Linked DNA regions of Sus scrofa: region 1 is linked to region 2. A link is a contact called in public promoter capture Hi-C data. All regions are on one chromosome and are shown on one strand. Each heading gives the region's core, a stretch centred on a gene start, on an enhancer-like site or on the middle of the called end of the contact. The rest is flanking DNA. Distances are from core to core; before and after follow the strand shown. Region 1 holds the start of E2F8 (transcription factor E2F8). Region 2 overlaps NAV2 (neuron navigator 2).

Evidence for each region. Promoter capture Hi-C pulls out the DNA fragments that hold promoters and counts their contacts.
Region 1: a promoter capture Hi-C map of liver shows a contact between it and region 2, with 4 times the contacts expected there. The contact joins the promoter of E2F8 here to the enhancer-like site in region 2. A contact is called at or near these places in 2 of 5 promoter capture datasets (both in liver) and 5 of 47 Hi-C or Micro-C datasets (alveolar macrophages, embryonic fibroblasts, liver and 2 more).

The regions. Positions count from the first base shown.
Region 1 is chr2:40,176,584-40,179,546 of Sscrofa11.1, forward strand. It overlaps E2F8 (transcription factor E2F8), which reads left to right and starts at 1,599. Exons shown (of 13, transcript XM_003122925.6): 1 at 1,599-1,899.
Region 2 is chr2:39,949,275-39,952,176 of Sscrofa11.1, forward strand. The region is part of intron 2 of NAV2 (neuron navigator 2); the gene reads right to left. Among named protein-coding and RNA genes, the nearest start is that of NAV2, 130 kb to the right of the region's middle. Within about 2 kb of position 1,302, at least 2 of the 83 cell types and tissues checked have an H3K27ac peak or open chromatin away from gene starts, as enhancers often do. A contact at or near this core is called in liver, where this site is marked.

The sequences.
Region 1 (2,963 bases), core at 349-2,848, 230 kb after region 2:
CTGAAAAGAGGTCCTTTAAAGAGGATTCACAGGTGGTAGAAACTTAAGGTGGATTGGGTAGAGCTGGACAGACTCGACTCATTCCTGTAAACGTTGGGCAGGGCGGGAGGTGGGGTTAAGGGTGGGGGGAGACAATCTGTGAAACAGTGGCTATAGCAGAAGCACCAACTGCCCACTTTTCGTTGATGCATTTATAAACACACCTTGCTCCAGAAAAGGTGTGCGGGGGCTCAGTATGAACCAGATGCTCAGTGCTGTCGGGGGTGGGGCCCTGCCCAGTGACCTCACTTTATTTTAAATCTGAGAGCTGTAAGTGGCCGAAGCTCAGCGCTGAAGGTCGGCTTTCAGGTGGAGGCACCTCCCTGGTCCAGAGCCACACTTGCCTGAAGCCCAGTAGGATCCGCGCCCCGGCTAATAGAAAAGGAAGGACCGAGACACCACCACGATAACCTTTCAGGGCAGCCACCTTGAGCACCCTGAGTTCGAGTTTTGCGGGAGGAAGAGCCACAGGGACCCCTGCCTGTACCGCCTGTGCTGCAGCACAGCGACCGTAGTAGCCTCAGTATCACAGTATCCCCGCCCTTATATCCGTCCGGGAATATAAGACTACCCCGCGCTGCAAGTCAGCACTGGGTGATTCACCGACGCATAGAAATACGAGAAGGGACTAGGGGATCCCGGCCCTGGGCTTTGCTGAAGCTTAAGAGACGCAAGATTTCAAAAGAGGAGGAAGAGCTCAAACCAAATAGTCGGTAGATGGGCGCCCAGATCTACGCGCTGTTGGGCAATACATACGGCCGGGCAAGTCCAGCACAGGTCCCCAGAAAGGGGAAACGTTTCAAAGCTGAACAGCAGAGTAAGACAACGCGGGATCAAACAATCCAGGCACAGGCAAAGCAGCGCTGTCGCCCGGGGCCTCGGTTTCTCCATCTGTAAAACAGGGCGTTGGACTATAGCGTCTTCCAAACCTTCAATTAATCTAGAACTCTATATCTAGATATTCTATGCCGAAGCTGCCCAAGGCTCGGAAACCGGAAAAAGAAGGAAAAGCGAGGGAAGACGACAGGGAGGAGAAAGGGAGGGGCCGGTGGGAGACCAGGAGAGAGAAGACAGGGGACGGCAGGAACAGGCTTGGCGGGTTTTCAACCTTTATTCCTCCTCCTCCACACCTGAGTTCCCATGTCTGGGCCAAGACCCCGAGCCCATCGAATTTGGGCACCAGTTAGCCAAGCTTCTTCTCCCTCCACATCCCAATTTCTAGAAGCCATGGGCATTCGGTGGGCAGCACAGTAATGTATGCCATAAATCGAAGGGGGATTGGTCCCGGCTAGGGTGCCCAGGGCAGGTGAGCGGATGTGGGGCTGGGTAGAGACTGGGACAGACCCAAACTGGGGATCACACAGAGTCCGCGTCTCAACCGGCATGCCCCGGGCAGACTAAACTTTATTCCCCAACTTTGAGCAAGGGGAGGGGGTGTTTGCCAAAAAAAAAAAAAAAAAGTTTCTGAACTTTTCCCCCAACTCTGCCTTGGGGGCGGGACCGGAGGGCGGCGCCTGCAAACTGATTCGCCACCGGCTCCTGTCTGGAGGCTCGGATTGGCGCGCGAGGTCCGGGGCCGGGAAGAGCGGGCGTGGGGGAGGGGAGCGGCTCTCCCCGCCCGCGGGATCAGCTCGCGCCGGGAGCGGGTTAATTTCAAATCGGGGGCTTGACTGCTCTTGGACGGTCACGTTCCCTCTGCCCGCCCGCCGGCCCGCCAGTCCTGGTCCCGGCGTTTCCCTCCGGCACCCACCTCGACACGGCATAAGGACAGACTGACTGCCCGACACGCGGGCTCCCGGGCCTGAGCGGGGAAGGGGTGCCGAGGAGCCCCGCTCAGCCCCCGTCGGCTCCAACTGTGAGGTAAACTGACAGGTCAGCGGGGCGCAGAGAGACGCTGCGCCCGGCCAGCCTGGCATCGGGAGAGGGCTTGGGAGGACAGCGGCAGCGGCGGCCGTTTCCCGCCTCTCGCTCCGCCGGGGGCCGTGGAGGGAGGAGCTGAGCTCCCGCGCAGAGGGGAGGGGGCGAGCGAGGGGGAGGGGCGGGGATGCCGTGGTTCCGGGCGCGGGTTTGCCCGCGCTCAAGCCCCGCGCTGCTAAGGGGCGGCGCCGGCCGCAGTCAGGCTTTCCGCGCCAAATTTTTAAATCGAAGGCGGAAGGTCCAGACCCGCCCCTGGGGCCGCCAACCAATCGCAGGCCCGCAGCTGGCACTCTCATTGGCCGAGAATCGTTGCCCTAGAAACCGCGAAGATGCGGTCCGGGAACTGCCCCGCTGGCGGCGCGCGGACTGGGCCCGGCGGGGGAGGGGCAGTTGGCCTGGCGCAAGGGGAAGTGCGCGGGGCGCGGAGCCGGTGGCGGCGGGGAGACTGTACCTGGTTGCCTTACTGAGCAAGTGCAGCCTTCCATGGTGGGCTCCAACACTGTGGCCGGAACTGGCCACCTGAATAGCGAGTATACAGCGCTTTAAGGAAGCCGCATCTTTAAAGTCTTAAAAAAAAAAAAAGTAGTTGATCATAAGGCACTCTTTAAATGTCCAGAGTACGTTTGGAGCTTAAGGACTGAATTTGGAAGTTACCTATCAAGCTATTTCCCAAGACTTTACTGCTGAGCCTATGCACGTGCGTGTCAAGGGAGAAATTCCGGTAGCTAGAAGCAGTCTTTTATCCAGATACTTGGGGTCCTATCTGTTTAGCTGGAACCTGGGCTCGTGCGCAGAGTCCTGAGCTCTGATCTGTGAACAGGTGGGTGCTTGTGCGTGCTACAGTCCACTCAGTGGGGTCTAGAAAATGGTTTGCCTTCTCTAAAGGTGGAAGAGGGCTGTCACTAAAAATTCTGTGGGTTGCGTGAAGTCTCACGACAGCGGATCGGTTTGCTGAAGGAATTTACAAGCATTTGATGGCGATCTCTGCCCCGTGGGGGCTATCTGTG
Region 2 (2,902 bases), core at 52-2,551:
GGGAACCTCCATATGCCGCGGGAGCGGCCCAAAGAAATAGCAAAAAGACAAAAAGACAAAAAAAAAAAAAAAAAAAAAGGCAAAAAGACAAAATAAATAAATAAATAAATAAATAAATAATATATATTTATATTGTCTTTTTAGGGCTGCACCAGTGGCATATGGAAGTTCCCAGGCTAGGCATCGAATCAGAGCTGCCAGACCACACCACTGCCACAGCAATGCAGGATCCGAGCAGCATCTGCAACCTACACCACAGCTGACAGCAATGCCAAATCCCTGACCCAGTGAGTGAGGCCAGGGATCGAACCCACATCTTCATGGATACTAGTTGGATTTGTTTCTCCTGAGCCATGATGAGAACTCCCTACAACAAATAGCACTGGGAACTATATCTAGTCACTTATTATGGAGCATGATGGAGGATAATGTGAGAAAAATAATGTGTATATATGTGTGTGTATGACTGGGTCACTTTACTGTACAGTAGAAAATTGATAGAACACTGTAAACCAACTATAATGGAAAAAATAAAAATCACTTAAAAATATTAATAGCTCTCATTTAGACATTCCATCTCTGTTTAGGTATTGTTCTAAGCACTTGGCATATATCAGCTATTGAATGCTCAGGATAGTTCTATAGGGTAAATGTTCTAATATACCAATGAGGAAACTAAGACAGAGTGTTTAAATAATTGACCAAGGTCACACAGCAAGTAAAAGTTGGAGCTGGGATCTGAACTAACAACCTGCCTTTGAAATCCACATGCTTATCCACATGCCCTCTGGGCTCACTGCCCTCTGTTTGTCTCTACACTTTCAGCTTGCTATAGAATAATGGAGCTAAAAGCGATTACAGAAAACATAGTCTAATCTCCCCATTTTACAGATGGATAAACTGAGACCCAGAGATGACAAGAGATTTCCCCAATAATACACAGATGGGAGCAACAATGCTCAGAACAGAACCAAGATCTAGGAAGTGAGGAGAAATTCATAACTAAAAGCAAGGTACTCTTCACCTTTAGCCTTTGTTTTCTATTTCAACAGATGGGGGGGGGGTGTTCCTTAGGAAGCTGCCAAGTCTAACTGTGGGGCTGAGTGAAGGCCCCATCACAAGGGGGATCCTAAGGCAGCATCTGTGAGAAGAGGAGCAGAGTGGAGCTGACAGTGACAGAGAAGGCTCTGGTGGCTCTGGAAGCCAGATGGGTGTCTGGGCAGCCCCAGTCTGGCACCGCAGGGGGGTGCAATTCTACCAGATTGATTGGGTTAAGCAGTACGCTCTTCATGCTTACCCTTTACTAGTTGAAAATCAAAAGTGAACACCGAGTGAGTAGTGATGCAATCGCTGCTGAGAAGGAATAGAAGATAGTGGTTGTCATAATAAGAGTCCTGGATTGGCATCATCATTGGCTCTCAGTGTGAGTAAGGACAGCTGCTTAATTTCTCTACCCCTGGGTCCTGATAAAACCATGATGGGGAGAGAGCCCTTGTCTACCAAGGAGAACTAAATCCATAGACAATCCTAAAGTAAATAACAAACACCCGGCACAGAGCAAACACTCAAAAAAACTGTTGTTGTTCTTGCTTCTTAATGGTACCGCTACTTGTTGGGTATTGACCCCGTGCCTTTGGCTCAGGGCATTATAAGCATTTCCTCATCTCATCCACCTGCTGTGGTGGGTATTACTACCTCCAATTTACAATGAGTAAATGGAGACTTGGAAAGAGTAATTTGTACAAGAGAAGTACTGACTTCTTGGTGTGAGTGGTTTCCATGGAGCCCCATCGCTCCCTTGGTGCAGTGTTCAAAATGGTACTGACAATATGGAGATGTAGCCATGGGCACTGGGAAAGTCACCCAGGGAGAGACACAGAAGGCAAACTTCAATGAACATGCAAATGACCTTCATTAAAATAAGAGAGTTTGGAGGAAGCTGATTTTTCTCCTTTGGCCCCACCATTTTCCACACTTCTCTGCCCTGCTCTGGTTTAGGAGGCTGGCTCTATAGACTGCATTTACCCAGACTCTCTTGCCCTCTAGACCAATGAGAGGCTTTGCCCAACAAGAGAAGAGAGACAAGAGAGCTGGGGTGGCAGAGAGGGTGGGGTGTTAATTCCCCAGCTCGCTTCCTGCCAAACTATCTCATTCTCCTCCTTAGGGTGAAAGCTGCTGTGGGGAGCCCCTTGTCCAAGGCTACAGCTTTCTCCCCTCAGCTCCCAAGGCTGGGGCTGAGAACAGGTCCTGCTTTTCCTAGTTCCTACTGGTTCGCTTGACTCTGCCCATGTCTCTGTAACAGTCCCTTGATTAAGCCTCTCCAACCAGTCCTTTCCAGTGTGTGACCTGCTCCCTTTCCAGAACCCTCATCAGGATAAGGGTTCCAGGGAGCTTATGGCACAGGAACATCACTTGAGTCATTGCAGCTCTCCTGGAGGCTGTCGAGAGGACAATCCAGACACCACCAGTGAGTTCTCAGGGAAACCCCGTGACTCAGCCACACTGATTCACCGCTTCTTCTGGATCTTCTGTTCTACCTCAGCCCCAGGGGGACAGAGAGTCTTTGTAGAAACTTACTTCCAGGATCCAATGAAAGGGATGCCTGGCACACTTTGGGTTTACCCTCTGGCCAAGGGCAAGCTCAGTGTCAAGTGATCTCCATGTCATCTGGAAACCCTCCTCTCTTAGTACTAATAAAGAGGCAGAAGTGACAGATGAGGCACGGGGGCTGCCCTATTTTGCATTCTTGCCTCCTTCTAAGAAGACAGAGAATCAAGTGAGAGCATCTCATGGGGCTTTAGTAAAGCTGGCCAGAGTTTCTTAGGTTGAAAATTTCACTATGGCAAGGGAAAAAATAACTGAAAGAAGTTCAGTAAGAAAATACAGAAACAGATAGAAAATA